Linked DNA regions of Rattus norvegicus: region 1 is linked to region 2. Evidence: chromatin contacts called from public HiChIP or PLAC-seq data. All regions are on one chromosome and are shown on one strand. The core of a region is the stretch at or near the end of the contact, and the rest is flanking DNA. Distances in the headings are between cores, read along the strand shown. Region 1 holds the start of Ndufa10 (NADH:ubiquinone oxidoreductase subunit A10). Region 2 holds the start of Hdac4 (histone deacetylase 4).

The links. HiChIP or PLAC-seq counts read pairs in DNA pulled down with a chosen protein or histone mark.
Region 1: a contact with region 2 is called in an H3K27ac HiChIP or PLAC-seq map of oligodendrocytes, with 10 times the contacts expected there. The contact joins the promoter of Ndufa10 here to the promoter of Hdac4 in region 2. A contact is called at or near these places in 1 of 12 Hi-C or Micro-C datasets (Schwann cells) and 1 of 1 datasets of contacts at active chromatin or transcription factors (oligodendrocytes).

The regions. Positions count from the first base shown.
Region 1 is chr9:100,487,321-100,492,523 of GRCr8, forward strand. It overlaps Ndufa10 (NADH:ubiquinone oxidoreductase subunit A10), which reads right to left and starts at 1,944. Exons shown (of 10, transcript NM_199495.3): 1 at 1,811-1,944. The coding sequence starts at 1,885.
Region 2 is chr9:100,194,510-100,199,606 of GRCr8, forward strand. It overlaps Hdac4 (histone deacetylase 4), which reads right to left and starts at 3,128. Exons shown (of 27, transcript NM_053449.1): 1 at 3,051-3,128.

The sequences.
Region 1 (5,203 bases), core at 694-3,193, 290 kb after region 2:
ATCTACAAGGCAAGGGACGTCCATATCAGCAGTCATCTCCCAGTCTATTCATCAGACTGAAGCTAACATAACCCACTCTCCCCACATGAAAATCACCAATCCGGGGACTGTAGGGGACACATAATTAAAAGGTAAATGATTGAAAGGGCAAAGGTAATGCAGAAGGCACAAAAGTGTCTAAGATACTCCCTCAGGAACCAGATGAGCTGTGTGCTCACTAGATATTCATAAATGCAAGTGATTTCCAGCACCAATGTCAGCAAGATAGCATACAGTAGGATGCTCTGCACTGCTAAGGAGTACAAATGGTCAGAGTCAGATGGTTATAAAACTATAGCCTCACTAACGACCCAGCCAACACATCACCCAATGATAAGAAACATTCCCATAAGAAATGTGCACTCATACTTAAATCAGCTTTTTTACATAATTGCCTCAAAGGGGAAACTACCAAGATGGTTTTCAACAGGTAAATGGATAAATGACAATATAACCAAACTAAGGAACTAAGGGAATGACTAAACAAGCCACAAAGACGTGAATCTTTTTTTTTCCCCCCTTGCTGTTTTTGGGGGTTGGTTTTAAGACACGAGTTTCACTATGTAGCTCTGGCTGGCCTGGAACTCCCTATATACCAGGCTGTCCTAGAATTCATATCTGACTGTCTCATGCTGGGATTAAAGGTGAGCTCCACAATGTCTGGCTTAAGATTTATTATTATTATTAAGATTTAGTGTGTATGTAAAAAGAGAAACAAGTAATCTTAATAGCTGTGCACCCCCATAAATGACCTGTAAGTGTAATTGTAAAAGTATATGTAAAGAAAGCACAGTGACCGGTAATATGGGTGACTGATTACACAAGTCTAGAGAAGACAAAATGAAAACATCATCAAAAGCACAATGGCTGTCATGAGAGGGTGGAAGATAAGTGAACATGGAGGACAATAGATGTTTCAGAGCTGTGAACTACTCTGTGTGGTACTGTAAAGGCCAAGACATAACACCGTTCGTTCATTGTGCAAAACAGTACAACTTCACAGCATAAGGAACGAACTCAATGCATGCAAACAAAACTTACTTAGGATGGAACACAGAATGTGACTGAACTCCCGAAATATAAATATGTGAGACAACCTCACTGAGGGGGTGATGTGGTGAAGACAGAGGGAGATGAGTGTAGTCTCTAAGGGTCAAGGTCAAAAGTGCACTGTGAATATACTCTGTGCTCTAGTTTGTGTGATCCTAATAGGGCTTAGGCTGACAGTGACATTCACACACACCACATCTCTTTCTGGCTCACATCCATATCTCTCTCACACACAGATCACTCCTGCTCAAAATAAAAAACCTTAGCATGATTGTCAACCCCTTTATAATTGAATACCTATGTAGTTCTAGCTACTAGAAAGCAAAGAAGCTATGATGTCGTCATAAAACGTGTCCTGTTTCCAGTCACGGTCCCCTAGGCATTTACTATCACCCACTATTCTGCATGCATCTTAGGAAGTCCTCTCCTCCCCCAATCTACCCCAAATCGCTGTTCCTGCTCCACGTCACGACACCCGAGTCTACAAGGCGTTCGACAAAGCAGCTTCACCAATCACTGAACGGATGAGCACGCGGGCCCAGGCTCCACGGCTCTGGCATCTCGGTTCCCCAAGTGCAACCGGGAATGTGAGTCCCGCTGCACCCTGAGCTGTAGGTGGAGGCCTCAAGAGCTCGTAGCTCAAGGGTCTGATCAACAATGCCGGAGTGTCAGGTCTCGGACAGGCCGAGGATCCAAGCGAGGAAAGCCACCCGCCGCTCACCACGCGCTGGGCTCCGGCCGCGAGGCCGCGCGCGGACGCCGACGCCGGGACAAGTCTCAGCAACCTCAAGGCCATTGCTTCGCTGCCTGCGCCGGCTCAAGGACCAGAGGGACGTGAACGCGACAGGGTCCTATCTTGTCCGCGGCGCGCTGACATGACGTCACAACCGAGTGTCCGCGGCGCCTGTCGGAAAAAACTACCCGAGATGGGGCAGAGCCAGAGGGAAGGGGCGGGGCTTAGGTCTAGATTGCGGCTCTGGGCCGGGGTTTAGATTGTTTGGGCGGGGAGCGTGCTACTTCCTCGACCCATACAGTACAAGTCTGGGGAAGGGCGAAAAGACCCACCCTGAGCCTTGTGAATTGCACGGAGGCTGCCAGTCTTGAGTTCGGGTTTCTCGCAGATGCTGGAGTTGTGTGACAAAAGTGTGACTACCCCCTCCTCTCTCTGGGTATTCTGTGGGGTGGATCCGCTCGCTCCCCAGATTCTGCAGTGAGAACCTGCTGCCTCTCTGCTCCACGCTCGAGCTCTGACAAGAGGATCCACTTCCTGGGTTGCATGGACCCACTCCCAGTCTGAGGGGAGGATCTGCTCACTGCCCTCCTGGGCGCTGTGGAGAGAGCCTATTCCCCATCTGAGTTCTATGGGTGGCACATTTTCCCTGCCTGCTTCAGAGAGAAGGACCTGTTACGGGCCTGAGCCCTGTGGGTGCTCACGACCGGTTTCTGAACTCTTGTAGTACTGAGAGCTGAGGTGGTCTCCGGTCTAGTACCACTATGTCTCCAGTGCAGAGCTCCCTGCCTCCCTTCCACAGCTACCGACATTATAGTCACCTCCTGAAAAGCTCTTCAGTGCCAAGACCGGGTCCTATCCTGTCCGCGGCGCGCTGACATGACGTCACAACCGAGTTAAGCTAAGGTGGAAGAGTGTGAAGAAGCCAGGAAAATGCTGATAGGGGGAGGATCCCCAAGACAAGAGGAGTTCTGGGTGGGTGTGGACTACCTTCCGGGTAGTTGACACAAAACCTCCGCATTTCTCGATTTCTAGAAATCCCTGAGTCCTTTCCAGTACATTGAGAACGGAAGGGGGGAACCCACTCCACATTCTTCTAGCAACCTGATCACCTCATTTCTCAACTCCCCTCCCACTAGGTGTCAGTCTCAGGCTCACCCTTAAGGAAAGACAGTGTCCTTCCTCCTCTGTGTTTGACAACTTCTACTAATGGCATAATGAAAAAAAATGGTGCATGTAATTAACTCAAGGTACTACTCAAGCCGCAGTCAGTCCGTCTGCCCCGAGTTTGCTGCAAGCTTTTGTTCTTAGTTAACCGTGAGATTTAAAAAAAAAATAATTATTTATTTTATTTATATGAGTACACAGTAGCCATCTTCAGACACACCAGAAGAGTGCGTCAGATCTCATTACAGATGGTTGTGAGCCACCATGTGGTTGCTGGGAATTGAACTCAGGACCTCTGGAAGAGCAGTCAGTGCTCTTAATCACTGTGAGCTTTGAATCCCTGGATTAGCACACCCCCCGCCCCCCCGTTTGATTATGTGTCATTCTTATAGTAATGAATTGTACTTGAACTTTTAAAAAGAATTATCTACATACTTACGAAGAATAATGGTCTATGGATATTAGTTAGGAATTCTTTGTCTCGCCTTAATATCAAGATACTATAGGCTTCAACAAAGCCACCTGGGGAGCATTTCCACCCATTTCATTTTCCCTGGATGCTGTGACCAGGGAGTGGGTTTCCTGATGGAAGTTGAGGCTCTCCTGGAACTGTCGGAGGAACTCTTCAGCTATTCAGAGGAAGAATAAGCCTACGTGGGTGGTATCGCTCATCCCCATTGGGACTCTTCTGTAAAAGAGTTGGGTCATGGATGCTTTCCAAATGACAGCAGAAGGCTGGGGACGATCAGAAAGAATGATGGAGAATGGAAGTTTCATATCTAGCCCTTGGCGAATGAGTTTTTAACTCACATTTGGTGACTGAAAACGGTGGCATCATTAGTGTAGTGCCTCATGTGTGCACAGAAAATACTTGGAACAATCATATTTAGAAAATGGGGGGTCTGGCTAGAAGAGCCAAAATGAAAGTAATGTTTCATTCAGCATGAGGAATAATGAATCAGCTCCACGGCAGGTTGTAAATCTGTCTGCATACTATAACACTCAGATTCACCACTAAAAATGCAAAATCTTGGTCCCCAAACCTAAGCAAATAATGATAATATTTTTTCAAAGATGTGCACAAGGTATCCATTGGGAGGTGGAGGACAAGCAGAGGAAACAGAAAACAATGATTTTACGAAACTACAACCCCTCTGCACAGCAAGAGAAACAGCTGAAAGAAGTGATGGCCTACATAGTGGGAGGAAGTCTTTGCTTGCTCCATTCCTGCCAGATGACTGATGTCTAGAACATACAGAGAACTCACCAAACACCAAGCAGCCCATTCAATAAACCGACCAGTAAAATGAGCAGGTAGTTCTCAAACAATGAAACGCTGGTGGCCAATACACATATGAAAAACTTAAAGACATCAAAGATCAAAGAAATGCAATACAAAAGACATTAAGATTCCACCTCACCTCGGTCAGCATGTCAGTCATGAAGAAAAAGAATGACAACAAATTCTCATGATGATGTGGACTTTACAAAAAGAAAAAGAGTGCTTATATATACAATGTAATCTAGTCAGCTGATGGCTTATGCCAAGCAAGTTTATTAAGAATCATAGCATCTTATATACTATTTTCAGGGGGTTTATGACCAAAGCTAACATCATGTGAATAGAAAAGGCATGGGAATAGAAAGGCATTTGAATAGAAAGCAAGGGTTTCTGCTTTCCCCACACTTGCTCAATGATAGAACTCCTAACCCACATAAGTGCAAAAGAGGTAAGTAGAATACAGATAGGAAAGAAAGAAATACAACTATTTGTAGATTGTGTTATTTTTACTCAGAAAACGCAGAGGAGTTGACAAAAAAAGCTCCTAGAATAAATATCAAGTTCTGCCAAAACAAACAAAATTAAAAGAGACAAGCACACATGCACACACAGAGGAGAATTACACAGTATCCTGTCAAAGCTGAAGAGCAAATGGAATTCAATTTATATTTGGTCTAAGTTAACTTGTAGTAATTGAGTTTAAATATAACATATCTGTAGGCTGCAATGTTTAAAATGCTGATATAAGAAATCAAAGAAGACTGGAGAAAAGGCATCTATATCTATACCTATATCTATATCTATATCTATATCTATATCTATATCTATATCTATATCTATATCTATATATCACAGATTAGAAGAAATAGACAATGGTCAAGTCTTCTAAGTTTACTGGAGTTCCAAGGAGGAAAACATCCTCCACAAGGATGTTT
Region 2 (5,097 bases), core at 1,878-4,377:
CCCTGATCAGAGAAGACACTCTGCTCTTCCTACTCAGGAGCCTACAGTGTCCTGACCTGGTTCAGTTACTTCTCAGTGGAGGCCGTCTGTGTGGACCCCGTCTGGCCTTCCAGGAGGCATGTCAGAGAGGCAAGGGTGGCAGCAAAGCAAAGAGCAGCTGCAGATGGCAGTCCACATTCCGCCCAAAACAAAGCCCATCCTGCTCACTCACCTGAGCCCAAGAGCAAACAACTGACCTCCTGACAGACCGCTCAGGGAGTTGTGCAGGAATGGACTAGGATCTGTTCAAATGCGACAGCGCTTCTGACTCTGCCCCTCAGTCATTTGAACCTCGAAGGTCAGTGTCACACTTAATGCCCAGAGGTGGATGAACAGCAGGACACAAGATGGTCACTGGAGATCAAAACAAAGCCATTCCCAAAAATCTCCTTGGGACCCCTCCCCAAGGCTGGGTTTCAACCAATGGGACATGAGCTCAACTCTGGATTCAGCCTGCTCAGTCACCCCAGGGCCCAGAGACATCAAAAACCCTGGTCTTGGGCCTGAGCCCCACCCCCAATCTCCCTGTGCAGCAGGTGTCTCTCATTTCTGCATCTCCCTGGTTCCCCACGTCAGGTATTAATGTATTACTTATGGTAGCTTCAGAGTTCTGAAAAACCAGCCGTTTTCAATAGAAAATGGCATGGACGAGGCTCGACAGGAGTGATGAAATTTTCTTCTGCTCTGGCAATTAGGACGGCACAAAGTCTCCTTTCCTTTGGTGCCACCCCCAACATCAAAGGATTGGAATTCAAAGCCATTCATGCTGCATTGAAACCTCACAATGAGGCTGGAAAATGGAAGTCGATTACTGGGCAAAAATATGCAGTAGTTAAAAGGAAAGGGTTATAACGAAATTAAGCTGCAGCAGCCCCACGATGTGTGGAAACTTCCAGCACCAGAGCTCTTCTGGTAAACATCAAGAGGGGCATCATCCTAACACAGCTTCGAAACCAAAGTCAAGCTAGGTGCCAGGAGCCCCGTGAAGAGTGCCATGTTCTCTTGCCACCTCGCACAGCAGCAGCCCCTGACTTCTGCAAAGGTGCCACCTGGGGGCTTTATATGCTGCCCAGCTCCCTGACGCTGCTAACCACAGAATGTTCTTGCTAGGGCTGCTTTGGTCACATCTGTCCTTGGTCCCTAGGCTTTCCAGGCCTCTCTGCAGTCCACAGTCATTCTCTCCCCCTCAGGGCTCTCAGATACCCGGTAAGCAGCCGGCAGACCCCTAAAGGGGGCAGTGTTACCTCGGCCTTCTAGCAAACCCAGCCTCTTCTGGGTGATTACTGCTCTTCAGGAAGGCATTTGATCTTTAAAAGAAAAGCCAGAACACAGAAAGCCATAGAAGTCTTACAGTGTGTCGGGTGTGTGTTTTTAAAGCATGAAAATACTTCCCTCCCACACAAACGGGGAGTTCTTCTGGGGAAAGATGCCACAGATCCCGAGGAGTGGCAGATCTGGGAAAGCGAATGGGTCTTAAAAATAGACAATTGAACCTAGACTAGAGCTGCAGAAGCTACCTGGGGAAAAATGAGAATTTTTAACTAAATCTCGCATATTTTTTTGATATCCAAAACTCCATTCTGATGAAACTTCTAACTGGGTGGCATTTTGCATTTCCAATTATAATGGAGTAATTGTGTTGCCATAGAGACTGCAAAATTCTGCAATAACTTTTGCTGCCTTGTAACTGCTATAGTGTATATTTGTGTAGAAGCAGCTGAGTTTTCTTAATTCAACCTCCTTGCCTCTCACAAGCGTTCTACCACCACCACCACCACCACCACCACCACCACCACCACCACCACCACCACCACCACCACCACCACCACCTTCTTTCTGGATGGATTTTGAAACCACCACACTAGCTTTCATCAAGCCGGTCCTGAAATAATGCACGGAATTATCAGAAGCAATTAAAACTCCTGGCAACCTCGATCATATCACGGAGGAAAAACCGAAACCAGGTCAAGGTGCAAGCCGCCAGCATCCCCCTAGCCCCAAAGTGCGACAGGGCCATGGCTGTTTACACGTTAATACTCCGCAGGCCTTAAATGCTTAGGTGGTTTGTGGGAACAGGCAGAAACGCCTGAGCAGAGAAAAGCAGGGAGGCAAAGTGACTACACAGGCCTTTCCTTCCTCCCCGAGCAGGCAGAGTGGCTCTCGGAAAGCAATTAGGTAGGTCTCTACAGTAATGCAATTAGGATTTAGTTAAGAAAGTCATTAGTTCTAAAATAACTTAAGTTTAATTTCTGCGACGCTTTATTTGAAAATCGTGTCACAGCAGGTCAATTTACAGCATGCAATAACCAAAACACTGCTATCAGCGGCTGCAAGTTATTAACAAATTCTCCGTGTGCATTAAAGGAGAACACGGGTTCCACACCCGGCCTTTCCGACCGACTCCGGCGGTGTGGGCTACAGCCGTGCCTTCGGAACGCTCGCTCAGGGTGGACACCGGGTCGTCTCCCGGGCTAGCGCAGCTTCTCGCCAGCCCAACGACCGTCCGGGCCCAGCCGCGGCCCCCGCCCCGCCGCCCGCCGCCGCCGAGGGGCGTTTTCTGCAAACTCACAGGCTGACAAAGTTACATAAACGCCCCGGCCCCCGCCCCCGCGCGCCCACCTGCCCGCCCGCCGGCGCAGGCCGCTCTCCCGCCCGCCAGCCCGCGGCGCAGGGCCCCGAGGCCTCGGCGGGGCCGGGCGTCCACCTGCCGCCAGCAACCGGGCGGCGCGGACAATGACGGCCGGTGGCTTACCGCGGCGGCGGCGGGCCGCGTCTAGCCCTGCTCGGGCGCTCCGAGCCGCATCTCCTCAGCCTGCGCCGCCGCCGGCGGGCGGGCGGGCTCGGGCGGCGACGGCGACAGCAGTCGCGTTGAGCGGGCCGGGCGTGAGGCGGCGCGGCGACGGCGGCGGCGCGAGCAGGCGCGCGGGCTCGGGCTCGGGCGGCGGCGGGGATGGTGCTCCGCGGCAGCGGCCCCACAACCTCCCCTCCTCATTCACAAAAAATTGACCCACGTTGAACCATGATGCTGCTCCCCCTCGAGCGCAGAGCCGCGCGGGGATAGGCCGCGCCCTACGCCCGTCAGGCGCTCCAACCCCGCCCCTCCCGCCGTCGGCCCACCAGCCATTGGCTGCAACGGCTTTGCGTCACCTCCCCCCGTGGGCCCCGCCCCCTGCCTGGTTTCTAATGAAGAAAGCGTCAATTACGGCTCGGCCCCGCCTCCAAGAATTCAGTTGCTCTTCCATTGGTCCGAGAGTCCTAAGTCCGCCCTACAATAGCCCAACAGCCACCCCCGCTTCGCGGGCGCTGCAAAGGGGCTCCGCCTTCGATCGGCCTCTCTCAAAAGTTACAAACCCCATTGGCTCCCGGCCTTGTCAATACTAGTGAGCGGGGCGTACCGAGGACTCTCCAGGCGCTAGCTCTGAGAGCTTCGCTGTGGAGAAAGAGCAGGGAGCTGGTGCACGTACTGACTGATGCTGTTGACAGACCTCCTCGGCAGCCCGCGGCGCTGCCCGGGTCAATATAGTGTGCCTGAGTTCATGTCTCATGCTCTAAGGGGGCGCGCAAGAGCGCAGACTGTGACGGGGGCCCGGTCAGGCCTGGCTGCAACCTCCATCTTGGGCAAGGCACAGGTCACGTGGGCTGCGTGCGGGGGACGCCGAGCCCAGAGGGAGTGCGCAGGCGCGGCGGGCCCCGCCCTGCCCCGGGGCAGGCGCGCCGCTTGGGGGTGCGGCTGTGACTATGGGCCCTTGCGTGGCCGTGGGAACTGGGAATTCAGGGACCGTTGCTGTGGCGGAGGTGTAGGCTTTGGGTCGCCGCCACCGCGTCCCGGTTTGCTGAGACCCACCCCTTCTTTGCTGGGGTTCTTCTAGACCTGGGTCAAGCACCTATAAGTGGCGTACCCGGGTGTGGATGGGCATGAAAGATCATGCTTCTGACGCCCCTGGGTCCATTACCTTTCATCAGGAGAGTAGTGCAATTTCTCATCCTGTGTGCATGGTATTTCCAGAATCTCACATCTAGAACGAAGGAGAGAGCATCTGGTCCACCCTACATGGTCTGACTGTCCTAGGATGCTGGCCTGTCTACTAGGCCTTGACTTGTAGGAATTGAATAGAGACCGAATAGTATTTTTTGATCCGTGACTGGGGGATAATTGAAGGTATGTGGATGAAAACAATTCGCAAAATGCAATAGATTCTTTTCATTATCTCAGGGTAATAGTGAACTAGAGAGCTTCGTTCATTGGGAGAAATTCAGACGCTAGGATAGCTCAGCTGCGAAGCCAAGGGATGAATTGTGGAATCAAAAAGAGTAGAAGAAAATGACCGCACTTAGGAGTGCCAGTGCAGCTGCTTATAGAAAAGTACACTACCAAATTTACATACAAAATAATGCAGGATCTGCAGCCTGCTAACATTTAGATGAAACATGAAGTTCAGAAGTACTTGAAAGGATAAAGATGTGCAATAATCAGAGATTTGATGAATACTGAGTAAATACGAAGTAAGTACTGATGAATACGAACCTGAACAAAAGTTACATGAGGAAGTTCTGGAATATACTCTTAGATGCAGTTACTTTCAAATGATAGTGTTCCATTCCAGGGACGGGGGAGTATTACCGTGTGCTGATTGGACCTCACAGAATTGCATTTGGTACATAGAAGGGCTCTAGCAGCAAACAAAGTGTAGGGGAGAGGCGCCCCAACATCACCCAGGGTATCTATAAGGCTTTACAGAGTCCCATTCTCAGATAGAGGCTTGGTGTTAGAAACCAAGAGATCAGAAATAAAGATAGACCCCTAATACAAAAACACCCCAAAATTAGTAGAAGCCCAACAGTTAAAAAGTAAACACAAAAACTGCTTTCAGACTGGAGATAGAGAACACTTAACTGGCGCAAACAAGGCTCTGGGTTTCCCCCCAATATTGAGAGTGGTCAGGCCCAGCCAAATGGCCATACCCATAATCCCAGTATCTACGAGCTTGGAAGTAGAACCAGTCTAAGCTGTGTGGTAAGATACATGCTTGAGACTCTGGGTTTGATCACTGGCACCCA